Linked DNA regions of Anser cygnoides: all the other regions are linked to region 2. A link is a contact called in public Hi-C data. All regions are on one chromosome and are shown on one strand. The core of a region is the stretch at or near the end of the contact, and the rest is flanking DNA. Distances in the headings are between cores, read along the strand shown.

Evidence for each region. A called contact is a pair of places that touch in the nucleus more often than the background predicts.
Region 1: a Hi-C map of liver shows a contact between it and region 2, with 2.4 times the contacts expected there. The contact joins two enhancer-like sites. A contact is called at or near these places in 2 of 7 Hi-C or Micro-C datasets (both in liver).
Region 3: a contact with region 2 is called in a Hi-C map of liver, with 2.7 times the contacts expected there. The contact joins two enhancer-like sites. A contact is called at or near these places in 2 of 7 Hi-C or Micro-C datasets (granulosa cells and liver).

What each region holds. Positions count from the first base shown.
Region 1 is chr2:132,737,962-132,740,661 of Taihu_goose_T2T_genome, forward strand. It overlaps IL7 (interleukin 7), which reads right to left. Exons shown (of 5, transcript XM_048068279.2): 5 at 1,776-2,700. Among named protein-coding and RNA genes, the nearest start is that of IL7, 12 kb to the right of the region's middle. Within about 2 kb of position 1,405, at least 1 of the 3 cell types and tissues checked has open chromatin away from gene starts, as enhancers often do. A contact at or near this core is called in liver, where this site is marked.
Region 2 is chr2:133,078,453-133,081,152 of Taihu_goose_T2T_genome, forward strand. No RefSeq gene overlaps it. Among named protein-coding and RNA genes, the nearest start is that of HEY1, 23 kb to the right of the region's middle. Within about 2 kb of position 1,424, at least 2 of the 3 cell types and tissues checked have open chromatin away from gene starts, as enhancers often do. A contact at or near this core is called in liver, where this site is marked.
Region 3 is chr2:132,774,609-132,777,308 of Taihu_goose_T2T_genome, forward strand. The region is part of intron 2 of LOC125183290 (a long non-coding RNA gene); the gene reads left to right. Among named protein-coding and RNA genes, the nearest start is that of IL7, 25 kb to the left of the region's middle. Within about 2 kb of position 1,318, at least 3 of the 3 cell types and tissues checked have open chromatin away from gene starts, as enhancers often do. A contact at or near this core is called in liver, where this site is marked.

The DNA of each region.
Region 1 (2,700 bases), core at 155-2,654, 340 kb before region 2:
AAAAAAAAAGAAAGAAGAACCAGAAGAATCAAGCAGATGCTTCATGAATCCTATCATAAAGCCACCATCTCTGTTGCTCAGCACAAAGCTGAAGAGGTGAAACTGGAAGGGAAATTAAAATCAGCCAGGAGTGACCCTTAGCTGAGGAACTTCAGCAGTTTAATGGTGTAAAGTAAGATGTCAAAACAGTGACCTTCCTTGATCTGATTTCCTAAACACCAGAAATTCTTCTCAGCAGAGCACCTAACTTGCTGTTAGAAATCATTCAAATACGCAACATTATCTTGCTCACATGGGTTAATCTGCTCAATTCACAGTCCCTTGTAACGACAGTGGTAAAATTATTTTCACTAATTTTAATACCTGTCTTCCCTTGCTTCCTTTGCTACCTTCCCATAAATTCCATGCATTTCTAAATTACATGTTTGACCTACTCATATTCCTTTTTTACAGTGTCATAATGTTAAAACAAACTAACAAAAAGATGGTAAAAAATGAAAGGGAGGTAGGAGTGGTGGTGATACCTTGCAAGGTCCCTTAGCCCATTTCCTGCAAAGCAGTTTGGTTTTGCCAGATTCCTGATTTCAGTGGAAGCTGGAGAAGGTTCTCAATTAGAAGGAACAAATCAAAGAGCACAAATCACTGGGTTTAGCAGTTAGTCTTTACATAAAAGTGATGACTCAAGAAACTTGGCAGGAAGAATCAGGCAGGCAGGATATTTATTAAGAGAAGCAATCAGGAAAACCACAATTTCATAACCACTGAATTCAAATTTCTGTTCTGGATCTATGTTCAGTCTTTCCTCAGGATAGGCCAGAAACTGTTTGATTGGCCTCAAGATCTGAGTTGTGAGCTGCTGCTTAAGTCATTTAAGCCAACTGAACTTTGTGATTTCAATTTTGTAGTAACTAATATTGCACCTGTGTATTTTTCTTTTAACTCACACTGCCCTTTCCTTGCCAAGTGATAGCAGTTATTAGGAAATCAATCTTGGCTCTCAATCGTTCCTGAGTTTCCAAAACATAGTTGGTATTCTTCAGTCACTCTCAGAGAAAAATTTAGTCCTCAGCCAACTGGGACTTCTTTCAGTAGAAGTGATTTCCTCAGAAGTCCCTACAATAGTTGTGTTCTCTGAGCTGCAGTGCAACATTGGGAAATCTGTTTCCTTTTCCTATTACATAAAAGGGTTGTGGGTTGGGCTGATTTTTTTATCGCTTTTTTTTTTCCCCAGTTTGAAGTTAAAGTTACAATCCCTTAAATCAAGAGCTAAAGAGAATATGTGAAAATCTCAGTCACATATTTACAAAGATCCAATTCAAAGATACTACAAACTCAAGAAGTTTCCGTGCCATAATTAGATATGGGTCCCTCACCATTAGCAATAGGGCACACTGGGTTTAATGGATTCAGTCAGCAGATTTTACTCCAGTCAGAGGAGGTCCATACAGTTGTTTAAATCACATTCCACCATTTTTTCAATCTTGTGTTTTGAATACCAAAGATTTCTCTGAGTAGTTCCACAGAAAATTTTCACTCTGAATCAGGAAAGAACGTGCTTAGTTGAAGATTTCCCAAAATATTTAGTCCAAGTTGGACAGCTGGTCTGGAACTGTCTACCTAAATTATAGGGTTATAAGCAATTAAGAAACAGATATTTTATAATAGGAAATCTCATGCAGCTGGATCTTACAAAGGCACTGTGATTTTAATGACTAGCAGTGGAAAAAAAAAAAGCTAAGAAAGGAGTAATGACACTCAAAAAGCCAACAGCCCAATTCCATAGAAGACAAATATTTTATTATCAAAGGAGTTATATCAATGTAAGAAACTGCAAAAGAGTTATAAACATCTATAAAAATACCTCTATTTATCCAAAATTAAATATGAACACTTTATTAGTTAAATGCCAATATATTATTCTCTGAAAGTATTCACACATTTTGAGTCACGTTTTTCTAACACGTTAAACACGTTATATAAAATAATTGCATATAAGAAATCACAATCCAAAGGTAAGAAATTCTAGGTCCTCTGTCAGCTAACTCCAATAACCAAATGCATAATGCTATTGCTGTTTCCAGTCAGCTGAGCAAACTCACATTCAGGCATCCCATTTCTCGCCTTCCGTATGCCTCGCTGTCTTGCTCCTGCTTCAGCCAGCAGAACTGTGCTAAATCTCTCAAAAATCACTACCCTTCCAAGGTTTTTAAAAAAGTTTACCTTTTTCCCATTTTTCAAACCTAAATCAATTTGTGAACCCATTAGATGCTCACACTGAAAACATTATTGCATCAGCAGAACAAACTCAAGAGCTGCTGCTTGTTTGGTAAATTGTTCATTTTGGTCCTTGATGTGTTTTCTATAGGTAGAAAGAAATCAGCTGCTCTTCCATACTGATTTTTTTTTTTTGGTCTGCAGCTTCTAAGATTTTTTTATAAATTGCAGTAGACATCTAAGTGGATTGCTTTCATATGAAGGTATCACAAAGTCACTCAGAAGATCAGAAAATTCAAAGTACTTTCCAGAGCATGAAGGTGGGACACAACCTTCTCCGGAGTTTTTTGTTTCAAACACTGGTCTCTATTTCCCCTTCTCGGACTTTAGCAGCTTGGTTTAGCTGTTTCTATTTATTCCATCTCCAGGATCAAAATATGGTAGCTTTACATCCGAATTCCGGTATTCATGTAAGCAAACAGAGTT
Region 2 (2,700 bases), core at 174-2,673:
TACACACACATGCACATGCACCCTTAATCCTAACTCAATATTGGGAAAAAAAAAATCAGGAAAGAAAATTTAATAATGTATCCTTGGGCATATACATCAATAACTGCGTCAAGATTCTGGATGTTAACACACTGATTTTCAGGGTGAAAGTTCATTTATAGGAAAAACATCAGATTTCTAGGAAAGCTGAAGAGCTGAGATATAAAAATGGTTCTGATCTCATTTACAGCGGTTCAAAAGGTGATCGAGAATTACACCTAGGATTAGTTTTCTGATTTAAAGTGATAAAAGTGGCATCGTTTGCTCTTTCAGAGAGATGGGCCAAACGTTCCAGATCTGCAACAGTCGGTTTCTGACCCATGCAGCCTGTTTTAATCTGGAGCCAAGTTATGTCCCTGGAAGTCCTGGCCTGCAGTCAACAAGCTGCAGAAGCTCATCCAGGCACAGGGCTGCAAGGTCAGCTCTGTGCACAATGGGCTGTAACATGGCATGAGAGGCACAATCCAACGTTCTTATGGCAAGTTGGTTTCATTGCCTAAACTCCTTGTCTTTCTGGCAAAATTACTAGAATTAAACCTGGCAGGGAACTCATAGAGCAAACTTTGAAACTGGATGACACGAGCCTCAGTGCTGCCAAGTCTTCAAAGTTTGCATTTTGCTTTAAGCCCCAATGAAAAGAGTCATTCAGTCAAGATTATATCTCTATTTGAGGTCCCAGATTTTGGGTTGAGGTCTCCTGGATTTGGGTTTCATTTCCAAATGACAAATCACTTTCAGAGTTCTCCCTGTCCATTGACATAACAAGACCTGGTTGTTTTAGGCCCTTTCCTTGTTTGTCCTGCTGACTGCACTTGCTAAGGCAACAGGCCAAGGACAAACCTCTGGTGCTGGGCCCTCTCAGCCTCCACAAACAAGGGTGTCCACATCCAGTGTGTCTGCTGGCAGGCTCCATGGCACGTGCCCTCCCCAGAACCAGACCTGAGCATTGCCTGGTAGATGTCTCTCCATGGCTACCAAATCTGCACCAGAGAAATGAATGAAGAAGAAGGCCATGTGGCCTCAGTAGGTCAGTGTCAGAGCTGGTGTTTTGATCCTGTTGGGTTTACTTGGATATTTTAATAGTTTGTGGGTGTAGAATTCATTTTATTAAAGTATAAATATATTCTAAAAGCCTTTAGCTAATACCCTGCATTACCATTTGGCTACTTGAAATACCTCAGATTATTATTTTTTTTTAATTCAGTGGCAAGTAGCATGCTCAGGATTTAAAAAAAAATAATAATAATAAAAAATAAAAAATTTAGTCTGCTTCTTTGATTAACTGTAGAAGCCCAGCTGCACGCTGTGAGCTTAGAGCAGCTGGTGCTGCAGTGGGGAGCATTTTCTGCAGGCTGCCTGAAGCCTCCCTGTGGACAGGAGGGAGCCTGGAGCGCTGGCACTGCGCAGAGCAGATGCTCCCTCCTCCCTCTGAGGTTTGGGATGGCTCAGCTGCTGGGCAGAGCTGGCAGCCCAGTGAGAAAGGCAGTTTTGACCTGTGGCATCTGCATGTCCCCACACTGCCTCCAAAATGAGGTTAGGGCTCTGTTTTTTGTTAATCCATCAGTCACATCAAGGCTGGATGAGTACTCAGACAGGAATGTTGCAAACCTGTCACAAGTTCATGTGGTCTACTGAAGCCACAAAATTTATGCTCATACAAACTCAAATATTTCCAAAGTCAGGAGGTTTGGATGTAGGGTGCACACATACACAGAGCTGACCACTTTTTAGCAAGCCTTTCAGAAGGGTGTGATCGGCGTAGGAAAGAGCTTTATTCCTGACACCTTAAGCCATACAGAAAAGTGCTTCTCTCTCTTCTCCCAGAAGAAGAGGGATATGGCTTAAAACCTACGCTTAGGGCAGCATGGACACCTACCTTATCCAACTGTTTTCAGATACCATCATGTCAAACGAAATCCTCTCATTAGTTTTTTTGGCGGAGGGAGAAGAAGATTGCATGGGAAGCAGCAGGACCTCCCTGCACCTTGCAGCACATGCCACGTGCTGAGCACGTCTCAGCGGTGGATGGAGCCAGCACTTCACAATGCTGAAGGGCTCTCGCTGGGCAATGGGACAATTATAGAGAAAATTCCCTGTGCACCAGGGGTGGTGCCGCAGGTGGTGCCGCGGTGACGGTAGTGCAACAGTGCCATGCAGCGGTCGGTTTTAAGAACGGAGATAATCTCTAAATACAAGGGGTTGCAAGGCTTTCCTCTGAAGGATCCCCATTACATCTGCTGCACAGCTCACACTAGGTCTTTATGTAAGGTAAATGGTGGCTCTGAAATCTGGAGACTGGGCCCAGATATTTTCAGATTTAATTCCAGTGTGAGTGACATGGCCACGGGTTGCTGTAAAACAACAAAAAAAAAAGGGTTGACTTTTTTGTGTGAATTACAATACCATCGTCAGAAACTTGTGACTGTGAGAGTATCTACATTTCTGCAGCTTCAAATATGTCTAGAAAGCAACAGGCAATATTCAGCAGCCCACTAAATTGATACTGGGGAGGTGATAAAAGCAACTTCAGAAATATAGGGAACAGCAAGAAAAGGTAACATCAAAAACCACCATCAGATCAGAGGCTAAATGACCCATGAAAGAGCTCAGAGAGAAGAAAGAGGATGGTCACCCTTAGATCTGTCACCCTTCAAAAACACT
Region 3 (2,700 bases), core at 68-2,567, 300 kb before region 2:
CCGGTGAAACTGCAGTCAGAAAGCAAATTCTTTTTTTTTTTTTTTTTTTTCCTATATACCTGATAGGTGCTACAGCAAGGAAGTATTATTATTAGCAGTGCCAAGAAATTCTGCTATGGCATTGCAAAGACACAAGTGTCTCACTGTCTTGTTTGGATAACTAGCCAAAAAAAAAAAAAAAAAAGAAAAAAGCAGTTCCTTATCTGCATTTATTGTGGTGTATATCTGAAGCAACAGAGGCAGGAGGCAAACCAGGGTAGGGGGATGGGAATGACTGGAAATAAAATATGCAGCACCTCGCTGTGCAGTAAAAGGTAAGAATACTTTTTGAATCTGTAAAGCTAAGCTGACTACTGACTTAAACACAAACAAAAACAGCAAAGACATTAACTAGGACCTTCTTCTAGGAATATGTGTGCTCAGCAGAAAAAAAAAAAAAAAGAACAGATTTATAAAGCGTGTTAGTGGCTGATAGTGGATTTCTGAATGACTTGGGGTTTTGAAATCAACAGCAATAAAAAAGACTAAATTAACTGGTCTGAAAGAAAAACCAGGGATACAACAAAATGCTACTGCTAAAATGGGGCAACCTCTACTTCCTCTGGCAAGTCAGTGTCCCTAAAGAAGGTCAGCTAGTAGTGCTGGTTGAACAGATGAAGCTCAAGCTGAATACTATACCGGGAATGTGAACCTAGCTGAATAAAGTTACAGCTTCTCCAGGGAGATTTCTGAGCCAGAGAGGTGTCCGACATCAAATGCAGAGGTTTGCACACATGAAGACCTATAGGTACATAAGAAGAATGAGAAATTACTGAAAACTTTTAAATGGGCAAAGTATAGAAATACTCTTATTTTCAAATCAGCAACATTAAGCAACAGGCGTCTCATTTTTGCTCTGAAAACTGTTGGTTATTGTGTCATCAGAACATCAGAGAAATATTTTACAAACCAACAACCACTCTGCTTTGGGCATGAGGTGGAAGGGGATTTCAGGATTTGACGTGTATGCATGTGTGAAAGAGCAGTACCCCATTTACAGTTCACTCAGAAGGCACAACACCTAAATCAAATTACTGTGCTCAATGACTGGCCGCTGTCTGCTCAGCACAGTGTGCAAAGCAGGCTGCCTCGCCATGAGGCTCCGCGGCAGTTTTGCCTTGCGTGTGATGTTAGTCTTGGTCTGAGCTTGGTGCCTGATACACCCAATGGGCAGCATGAAGAAGGAGCAAAGGCTGGGTGAAAGGATGAATGGGAATAAAATCCTTAAGACGGGATATGTTCTTTACTGCAAATTCTTATTTTCTTATTTATTTGGAGGAGGGCTGGGTGTACGGGTATACAAACACTTGCTGTATCATGCCCTGTGGTAGAATTGTTGCAGGGCTTCCTTTGTGCTTAGAACAACACTGTGTTGGGGAGGAGGGTGCGACAAGCAGCATCTCATTTGTTTGACTCCTGAAAATTTCACTTGACACACATAAAACAGAGCTCTGCATAACTAAGGATTAAATTTGGTAACTTTGGTATTGCCAAGATTGAAGAGCTTTTGGTCAAAGGCTTCTCTTAATATGTGTTACTGCAGGTTGCTCCACCACTTTGCCCTTTGGTCTGCGAAAAGCAGCCAAATACTGAAACATGATACTCTTGAGGATTATGCAAACAAAGGGAATATTTGCATATAGAGAATAACATTGACATTTGTATGTAAACAGTGCCACTTTAAATCACACTGAACGAAGTTGTAATTCAGGCTGCTTTGTTAGGTTTACATGCTGTATAAATTATGACAGATTCTTATGAAGTGGATCGACAGCTCAGAAACAAAGCGAGGCATGGCTAAAACACAATCGAAGTCTAATATTAACAGGTAGTGCAGACAACTGGAACATTATATAGCACTCAAATGCATTTAAAATATCTATCCAATTATTAGCACCCAACAATTTGAAACTCTATTGAGATTTTTCTTCAGTCAGCTTGTTTTATCAAAAACATCCTCTAAGAGCCAGTATATTGCAATTATCCTCTTTTCTGATGCTAGCAATCATATGACAGAGTAGTTGTGTGGGTGGAAATATATTTGAGAAAGCATCTTAGCAACTGTCTTAATTGTTAAGTAAAAATAACTTTCTGTCTGGCAATGGAGAAATTTTTGCCAAATATCAAGATGTTTTTTTCCAGAGATTATTTGTGTATAAATATTGTGAAATCATAAAGCAAATTCATTTTCAATGATAAATATCTCTTCTTATTTGTTCTTTTATTAAAAATGCCAAAAAAATAAATGCAATATATTCAGCATGTGTCTTTAAAAAGAGAAGGGAAAAAAACATAGGAGCCCAAGAGGCAGACAATATAACAGTATAGTTATTGGCTACTTCTTTTTTGTTTTAAGTGGCAAAGGGAAACCAGAGGCTGTACTGATCTTTCTGAAAGAATAGATCCACAGAGAAAGAATGTATTCGTACGCCAGGCAGGGAGATATCAGCAGTTAAGAGTAGTGAAGGAGGGTGTTTAACTTATATTACCCCAGTGACTAAAATGCAGCCTCATTACTGGTGTCTCTGAGGCTAAAGGTGCGCTTTCCCAGAACATCTCATTTACAGATGCTATAAATTACTCTTCTGCAATTAGTTTATGCACTTGACCTATGTTAAAGTAGAAAGTCTTATCCAGTAAGTTTCAAAGTATTCTTTTAGT